Regions from separate parts of the Ovis aries genome. Here region 2 is linked to region 1. A link is a contact called in public Hi-C data. All regions are on one chromosome and are shown on one strand. The core of a region is the stretch at or near the end of the contact, and the rest is flanking DNA. Distances in the headings are between cores, read along the strand shown. Region 1 holds the start of PDE3B (phosphodiesterase 3B). Region 2 has its middle 57 kb from the start of PDE3B.

Region 1 (3,942 bases), core at 1,337-3,836:
GACTGCAGCACGCCAGGCTTCCCTGTCCCCCTCTATCTCTCAGTTTGCCCAAGTTCATGTCCACTGCATGGGTAATACCATCCAGTCATCTTATCCTCTGACACCCTCTTCTCTTTCTGCCCTCAGTCTTTCGTAGCATCAGGGACTTTTCCAATGAGCTGGCTGTTCGCATCAGATGACCAAAATACTGAAGCTTCAGCTTCAGTCCTTCCAATGAGTATTCCGAGTTGATTCCCCTTGAGATTGACTGGCTTGATCTCCTTGCTGTCCAAGGGACTCTCAGGAGTCTTCTCTAGCAACACAGTTTGAATGCATCAATTCTTTGGTGCTCTGCCTTATTTATTACTCTTAGCAATACTTGGATCCTAAAAATGCCTATATATCACAGCTTTTTAAAACTGGAAGTGATTTTAAGATCATCGAAATGAAATTGCTTCACTTTATAACTGTGGACACTGAGGCCTGTAAAAGTTACATGACTTGCTTAATGCTGGGGTATGAATGGCTGGGCCATGACTAGAAACAATGAAATGGATTTCTAGTTTACCACTATTTCCATTACCATGCTTATCCTACTTCAGATGATAACCTAAGCTTTTAAAACAACAGTAATAACAACTGTATTTATTAACAAAAACTTTAATCTGAATTTATTATACCAGAGCAATTTATTATTTCCAATGAGAATTTATAATGGGCATTTCAGTGATGCTGACACTAGCTTGCCATACCCTTCTGTACAAGCTCAAAATGTATCCATCAAGCTTCCTAATTTACTCTTTGACTGGTAATGATGAGTCCTGTTTATTTTTAAATACATTTTAAAATGTATTTGCAGAGTTCTGTTGAAATGAGATATTTTTAAAAAGAATTTCAACTGTCCTGGTGAAAAAAAAGACCCCATGGATTTTCATCTCTTAGGGCAAGCATTTGAGTAATTAATTTGAAAACTCTATTACATATTTTTTCCTTTATCTAAGAGGCAGACAAAAATTCTGGTCTTTTTTCATCTTGGTCCAATTCTTGTGCTAATTTCACTGTGATTTCTGCTATGCATGTGAACTATGACCATATACAAAAATGGTCTTGGCTGTGGGCAAAGATTAATTGGTGAAAAATGGGCCTGTTTGTGGGATTTACCACACAGTAAGGTTTCACATCTCCCTGGAAAAATGTGGAATTAGCTCTTTGAGAAATGCAGGCCTGTCATGAGGTGCAAGGGAGAGTTTTGGAGGAGGGAAACACAGTTCAGTCACTAAGGTAGTTATGATTGGTGAGATTCCAGAGCAGTCCCTTCCATACAGCAGTTTTTCCCGCTTTCGAGTCCGTGTTTCCCACATGTAGCTAGTTTCATCAGTAATTCACAGATAGCATCTTATTTGGCTTCTTTTACGGCCAACTGATCCAAACCTGGCAATGGTCTTGGAGTGAACTCCTAATCCTCCCATTCCCTCCACCCCCAATATGTAGTTACAGAGAAAAGCCTTCAATGTGGGAAGATCTTTTCGACAACAGATTTTCCATGCTTGCTGAGGCAGAAACAGATGTGGACCCACTGTTAGTTTGGCAAGGGTGCAGGGACGATGGGACGGTAGCTCCTCCCTGAGGAAGACAAACTCGGTAATACCGACTAGGATGCTCCCAGGGAACGCTCCACGTGCGTGCTCCTCCCTAAAGCGCCACTGCAAGGGCCTGCTGCATGGCCCAAGAATCCACGCTCCTGTTGAGGACAGACCTAGCCACAGTGATCAAGGCTTATTCCCCATGACTTTGGTGGGGACTGGCACTTACCAGGTCGCAGCTCGGCTCGGACAGCCCAAGGGTCCACCCCAAACTGGAATGGGAGTAAAGGCGGGACCCGTCGCCTCCCCACCTCAACTCGGTTTCTCTACTGGGCACTCCCCTTGGGGACCATAAGCGCCCTCTTTCCCTACGCCCCCCGTGGTGACCTGTCGGAGCTTGCCTGAGGTCTGTGACTTACCCCAAAGGAACCTGAGTGCCTGGGGGGATCCCAGGATGGCGGGCTTGCCCCTTTCTATCCGAAAAGGATCCCTCCCATCCCTCCCAACCTAGATCGGTCTCCGGGCGGCCGCAAGCCGCGCTCTCCCCAGTCTGGGCACGCTGAGACGGCTGGGGTCCCCAGCCCGCGACGGGGCAGGCGGCCGGCAGGAGCGGCGGCGCCCTGGGCTGCCGGACGGGCCGGGGCGCGGGCGCGCGCAGGCGGGCGGGCGGGCGGGGCGCGCACCCGGCCGGGGCAGCGGCGGGGGAGGAGCGCCCGCCCGCCGCTCGCGCGCCCAACGGACCAGGCTGGGGCCGAGAGGTAACTGTTGCAGCCCGCGGGAGCCGGGAGGCGACGCCGACGCTCCAGTCCCAAGAAGTGCCCGGGGGAACAGGAAGGGGGCGGGGTCCGGCCGCCGAAGTCCCGGAGAGGAGCCCCCCTCCGCCCCTCTTTCTCAGCCAGCATGTCCCGGACCCCGCCGCTCCTCCACCCGCGCGGCGGGGACCCCGGGCCGCGGCGGCGGGCGCAGCCCTGACGCGCCGCCGAGCCGGGGGGCGCTCCGAGCGTGGGGGCCAGGCGGGAGGGAGCGCGAGCGGCCGCTGCGGTCCGAGCGGGGCGTGCCGAGCCCCCGCGGCCACCGGGCGTCCCGGCCATGAGGAGGGACGAGCGAGACGCCAAAGCCATGCGGTCCCCGCCGCCGCCGGACGGGGCCGCCTCGCCCCCCGAGAGTGTGAGGAACGGCTACGTGAAGGGCTGCGTGAGCCCCCTGCGGCAGGACCCTCCGCGCGGCTTCTTCTTCCACCTCTGCCGCTTCTGCAACGTGGAGCTGCTGCTGCCGCCGCCCGCCTCCCCTCAGCAGCCGCGGCGCGGCTCCCCCTTCTCCCGGGCGCGCCTCTCGCTGGGCGCCTTGGCCGCCTTTGTCCTCGCCCTGCTGCTCGGCTCGGGGCCCGAGAGCTGGGCTGCCGGGGCCGCCCGGTTGCGGACCCTGCTGAGCGTCTGCTCGCACAGCCTCAGCCCCCTCTTCAGCATCGCCTGTGCCTTCTTCTTCCTCACCTGCTTCCTGACCCGGACCAAGCGGGGCGCCGGGCCGGGCCGGAGCGGCGGCGGCTCCTGGTGGCTGCTGGCACTCCCCGCCTGCTGTTACCTGGGGGACTTCTTGGTGGGGCAGTGGGAATCCTGGTCTCGGGGGGACGGAGACGCCGGGGCCCCGGTCCCGCACACACCCCCAGCGGTGGCGGGCCGGTGGTTCTTGGTGCTGAGCTGCGTGGGCTTGCTGACGCTCGCGCAGCCGGGGAGGCTCCGGCACAGCATCGTGGTGCTGCTCTTCTCCAGCTTCGTCTGGTGGGTGTCCTTCACCAGCCTTGGGGCGCTGCCTCCAGCCCTCCGGCCCCTGCTGTCCTGCCTGGTGGGGGGCGTCGGCTGCCTGCTGGCCCTGGGGCTGGATCACTTCTTTCAAATCAGGGAAGCTCCCCAGCAACCTCAGTTGTCCAGTACCGCGGAAGAAAAAGTGCCTGTGATCAGACCCCGGAGGAGGTCCAGCTGCGTGTCATTCGGAGAAACTTCAGGCGGTTACTATGGCAGTTGCAAAATGTTCAGGAGACCTTCTTTGCCTTGCATCTCGAGAGAACAGGTATGTTTCCAGAAAGGCAAGGTTTGCTAAGGAAAGGAGGGCGGTTTTATCGCTTCAGTTCCCGAATTGAATTAGTGCGTTTGAAAGCTTGTTTACTTCCAGGGTAAAAAAAAGAAAAAAGAAAAGTTTTATTCTGGAAATAACTCCTAAAATACAGGAAGCTTAGAAAAACAAAAAAAACGCAGAAATACCATTTATCTTTGAATAGAAATGAAATAGCAGACTAAGCATGCTACACTTTTTAAAGAGTTTGTTTATGCAGTAGATGCGTTCTCAAGAATGGAGCGAATTATTTGAAGAATGTAATTTTGGT
Region 2 (3,748 bases), core at 706-3,205, 57 kb before region 1:
GCCAAACTGGAGAGGTTCTAATTCAGTGTATGAAACTGGGGCCTGGGATTCTGCATCTTCCAATCCCTCAGTGATTGTTGAAGAACACTGATTACACAGGCTTCATTTCAAGGGCTCAGTAGCCACATAGGCCTACTGTATCAGACAGTGGGGATACAGAACATTTCCATGACTGCTTGACATTCTAGTGAACAGTGCTGGTCTAGACCATTGAAGGTCCATAGAACTTTCACTGTGATGCATAGCAAATGTGAGCCCCCCCTTTCTTTCTCCACCTTCCCGACTCCTTTCACTCCATCTGGACTGTCCCTCCCTAGGCAGGAAACTCTCCTAGAGCCTCAGCCCCTTCTCTGACAGTTCCCTCTACCTCTTGGCCTTCATTTATTTGCTCTTTTCAGGGCCAGGATATGATGTTAGGGTCCTCTTTGCTCCCTGTAAGCGTTTCCACACTCTTGTGAAAGACTCAGCCACTTGGAGGCTAGTGCATTTGGCTATGGTCATGCTCCTCCTCCTTACAGATTTATTACCAGCCTCCTAGTCATCTCACTTGCTTATTGAACACTCATTCATGTGAACAGGCTCACGGTGTTCTTGTTTACCTCAAACCTTGCCATCATCTCAGATGATGCCAGTGTCCAGCTAACAATCGGCCCCTCAGTTCTTTGACCTTCTCATCTCCAGCTAAAACATTAAGGATAAGAGTTAACACTTGCTCTGTGCCAATCACTAGCCTAAGAAATGAACATATCCTGTATTAACTCATGGAATTCCATGACAGTCCTGCAAGATTGGTCACTGTTACTACCATCTCCGTTTTATAGATGAGGAAACAGATCTGCTGGTGGTTGTTCTGCTATTTAGTGGAGAAAGCAGGATCTCAATTCAGGCACTCTAGTTCCAGACAGTACTTGCTTTTCTACTACTCCAAACTTTCTCCTTCCAATGACAGTCTTCTGTTCACCCTCCACTGCCTCCACTTCCACTGTCGTACCCTGAACTCCACCACCTCCTCTACCTGCATCATCTTCAAATAACTCATTAAAGCATTTCATACTGTATCAACTTCCTCTTTTTACTGCCAACTAGCAAGCACTAATAGAGCCTTAAGTGCTTTTAACTTGTCAACTCATATATTCCTTTTTTATGAGTGAAGGGAGGTATTATTACTGCTATTTTACAGGAAAGGAAATTGAGGCACAAGGAAGTTAAGTAACACGTGCAATGTCACACAGCTCATCGGTGGCAAAGCTAAAATTTGAATCCAGTCAGATGAGAGTCCATATTGTCATCTCCTGTGTTAAAAATGATAAACCTGGGACTTCCTTGATGGTCCAGTGGATAAGAATCTGTCTGCCAATGCAGGGGATATGGTTTTAATTCCTGGTCCAGGAAGATTCCACATGCCACAGGGCAACTAAGCCAACGTGCCGCAACTACTGAAGCCTGAGCCCCCTAGAGCCCACCTCCGCAGCAAGAGAAGCCACCGCAGTGAGAAGCTTACATTGCAACAAGAAAGTCGCCCCACTCACTGCAGCTAGAGAAAAGCCTGCACATAACAATAAAAACTCGGTGCAGTCAAAAATAAATAAATAATAAATTTTTAAAAAAGAATGATAACCTGGAGTTGTGGGGGAAATCATTTTCACCTGCCTTTCCCCCCCCCCCCAAAATATCCATGCCTATCCTCCAGTTTTATTTTATTTTATTTTTAAATTTTATTTTTACTATCCTCCAGTTTTAAATGTTTGTTTGTTTTCTGTTTTGAAAGAGCCTCTCAGATGATTTGGACATTTATTTCACCTTGAGAATCACAAATTAGATTCTCTGGGCAACCTCCCACTCTGGTGTTCTGGTCAAGTTCGATTCACTGCTGTCCTGCCAGCTGTGGTCAGGACAGCTTCACACAAACAGGTCAGGGCTAGGCCTGGGAGTGGAGGCATTGTGACCAGCACAGCTGAATGAAAAAAGCCTCAGTATCAATAGCCTGAAGAGGCTGAGGCAAGCAGGGCTGGACCAATTTCTTCATGGCTATGTAATTCCTGCTATGTTTTTTTCTCATGTCCATCTGATTCAGTCCAACAGCCAGGAAGAGGAGCAACTGCTTTGCTGTGGATTGCTCAGAGCCGCAAGCAATCTGTGCTCATTAATGTGATGGCTTCTAAAACAAGAAGAAAGCAGAATGAAAAGAAGGAAAGCAGAGAAGGTAGTCTTGGCATAGTTCCAGGGGAAAAGCAGTCTGGCTGAAACTGTTCAGTTCCCTTGGCCAGGAAGCAGCAATCTACGTAAACAGGAAGTAGAGAAGGTTGAGGGAGAGGGCAGTGGTTAGCTGGTGAGAGCAAGAGCTGACACCAGATGGGTCTAAGTGGTTACATGTAAATGTGACTGACATAGGCCAGGACTCTGCATGCGAACCTTTTTGGCTGTCTCCTGAGAGACCTTGTTTCCCCAGGATGTCTCTGTAGTATGTGTTGGGTCCTATTCTCAAATGGATAAATCTTTGACCACCTGTGTTTGTTTGTTTGTTTGTTTTTGCTAATTGGGTGCTGGGTATCATTTATTTCATTTAATAATCTAAACCAGGGGTCCCCAACCTCTGGGAACTAATGCCTGATGATATGAAATGGAGCTGATGTAATAAGTCATAGAAATAAAACGCACAGTAAATGTAATGCACTTGAATCATCTTGAAAACATCCCCCCACCCCCACCTAGGTCCACTGAAAAACTGTCTTCCATGAAACTTGTGCCTGATGCCAAAAAGGTTGGGGACTGCTGATCTAAACACTCTGTGATGACATGATTACTATTTCCATGCTTTTAGGTGGAGAAAATTGGCTCAGAGAGGTTGTTAACTTACCCAAATTCATTTGCATTCTACCATTTAGCTCAGACAGTAAAGCATTTGTCTACAATGCGGGAGACCTGGGTTCGATCCCTGGGTAGGGAAGATTCCCTGGAGAAGGAAACGGCAACTCACTCCAGTACTCTTGCCTAGAAAATCCCATGGACAGAGGAGCTTGGTGCAGGCTACTGTCCATGGGGTCGCAAAGAGTCGGGCACGACCGAGCAACTTCACTTCACTTCACTTCACTGCATTTATAGAATGGTAGAAGTTTTGAAACTTGTCTTCCCTCTGAAAAGTGACTTTCACGTACAACTTATTAGAAATAAGCTGTCCAAGTTTCCTAAGCATGCTGTAACAAATGATCATGAACCTGGTGGTAAAACAACCACCAGCTCGTTTATTTTCTCATCATTCTGGAGGCCGGAAGTCTGAAATCAAGGTGTCGGCAGGGCCACACTTCTGAAGGCTCTGGGGGAGAAGCCTTCCTTTCCTCTTTCAGCTTCTGGGGGTTCCAGGTGTTCTTCAGCTTGTGCTACGTCGCTTCAATCTCTTCCTTCTTCTTGGTCCCTGTCTTCTTCTCTTCTGTCTCTGATGAGGACATTCATCAGGCTGATCTCATCTCAATATCCTTAATTACAACTGCAAAGACTCTTTCCAAATCAGGGGGCCAGATACAAGGACACGGACATAAGTTTTGGGGGGCTGCCATTGAACCATCTACCAAGGTTATCATTATTAATATAGTCATGAAGATTTTGTAGTGTTTTAATTAGAACCACAGAACTGAGAGCTTATCAGACACTTACTCCCATAGCCAGCCCCATTCTTCTTCTTGTTCGTTGGCTGTATCGGGTCTTAGTTGCAGCACACGGGAGCTTTGGTGCATCATGCGGAATCTTTCAT

What was found. Hi-C and Micro-C count contacts between places; a contact is called where the count stands out from the background.
Region 2: a contact with region 1 is called in a Hi-C map of blood, with 1.9 times the contacts expected there. The contact joins the enhancer-like site here to the promoter of PDE3B in region 1. A contact is called at or near these places in 4 of 16 Hi-C or Micro-C datasets (all in blood).

The regions. Positions count from the first base shown.
Region 1 is chr15:37,839,502-37,843,443 of ARS-UI_Ramb_v3.0, reverse strand. It overlaps PDE3B (phosphodiesterase 3B), which reads left to right and starts at 2,586. Exons shown (of 14, transcript XM_042233027.2): 1 at 2,586-3,629. The coding sequence starts at 2,652.
Region 2 is chr15:37,895,763-37,899,510 of ARS-UI_Ramb_v3.0, reverse strand. No RefSeq gene overlaps it. Among named protein-coding and RNA genes, the nearest start is that of PDE3B, 57 kb to the right of the region's middle. Within about 2 kb of position 1,955, at least 14 of the 54 cell types and tissues checked have an H3K27ac peak or open chromatin away from gene starts, as enhancers often do.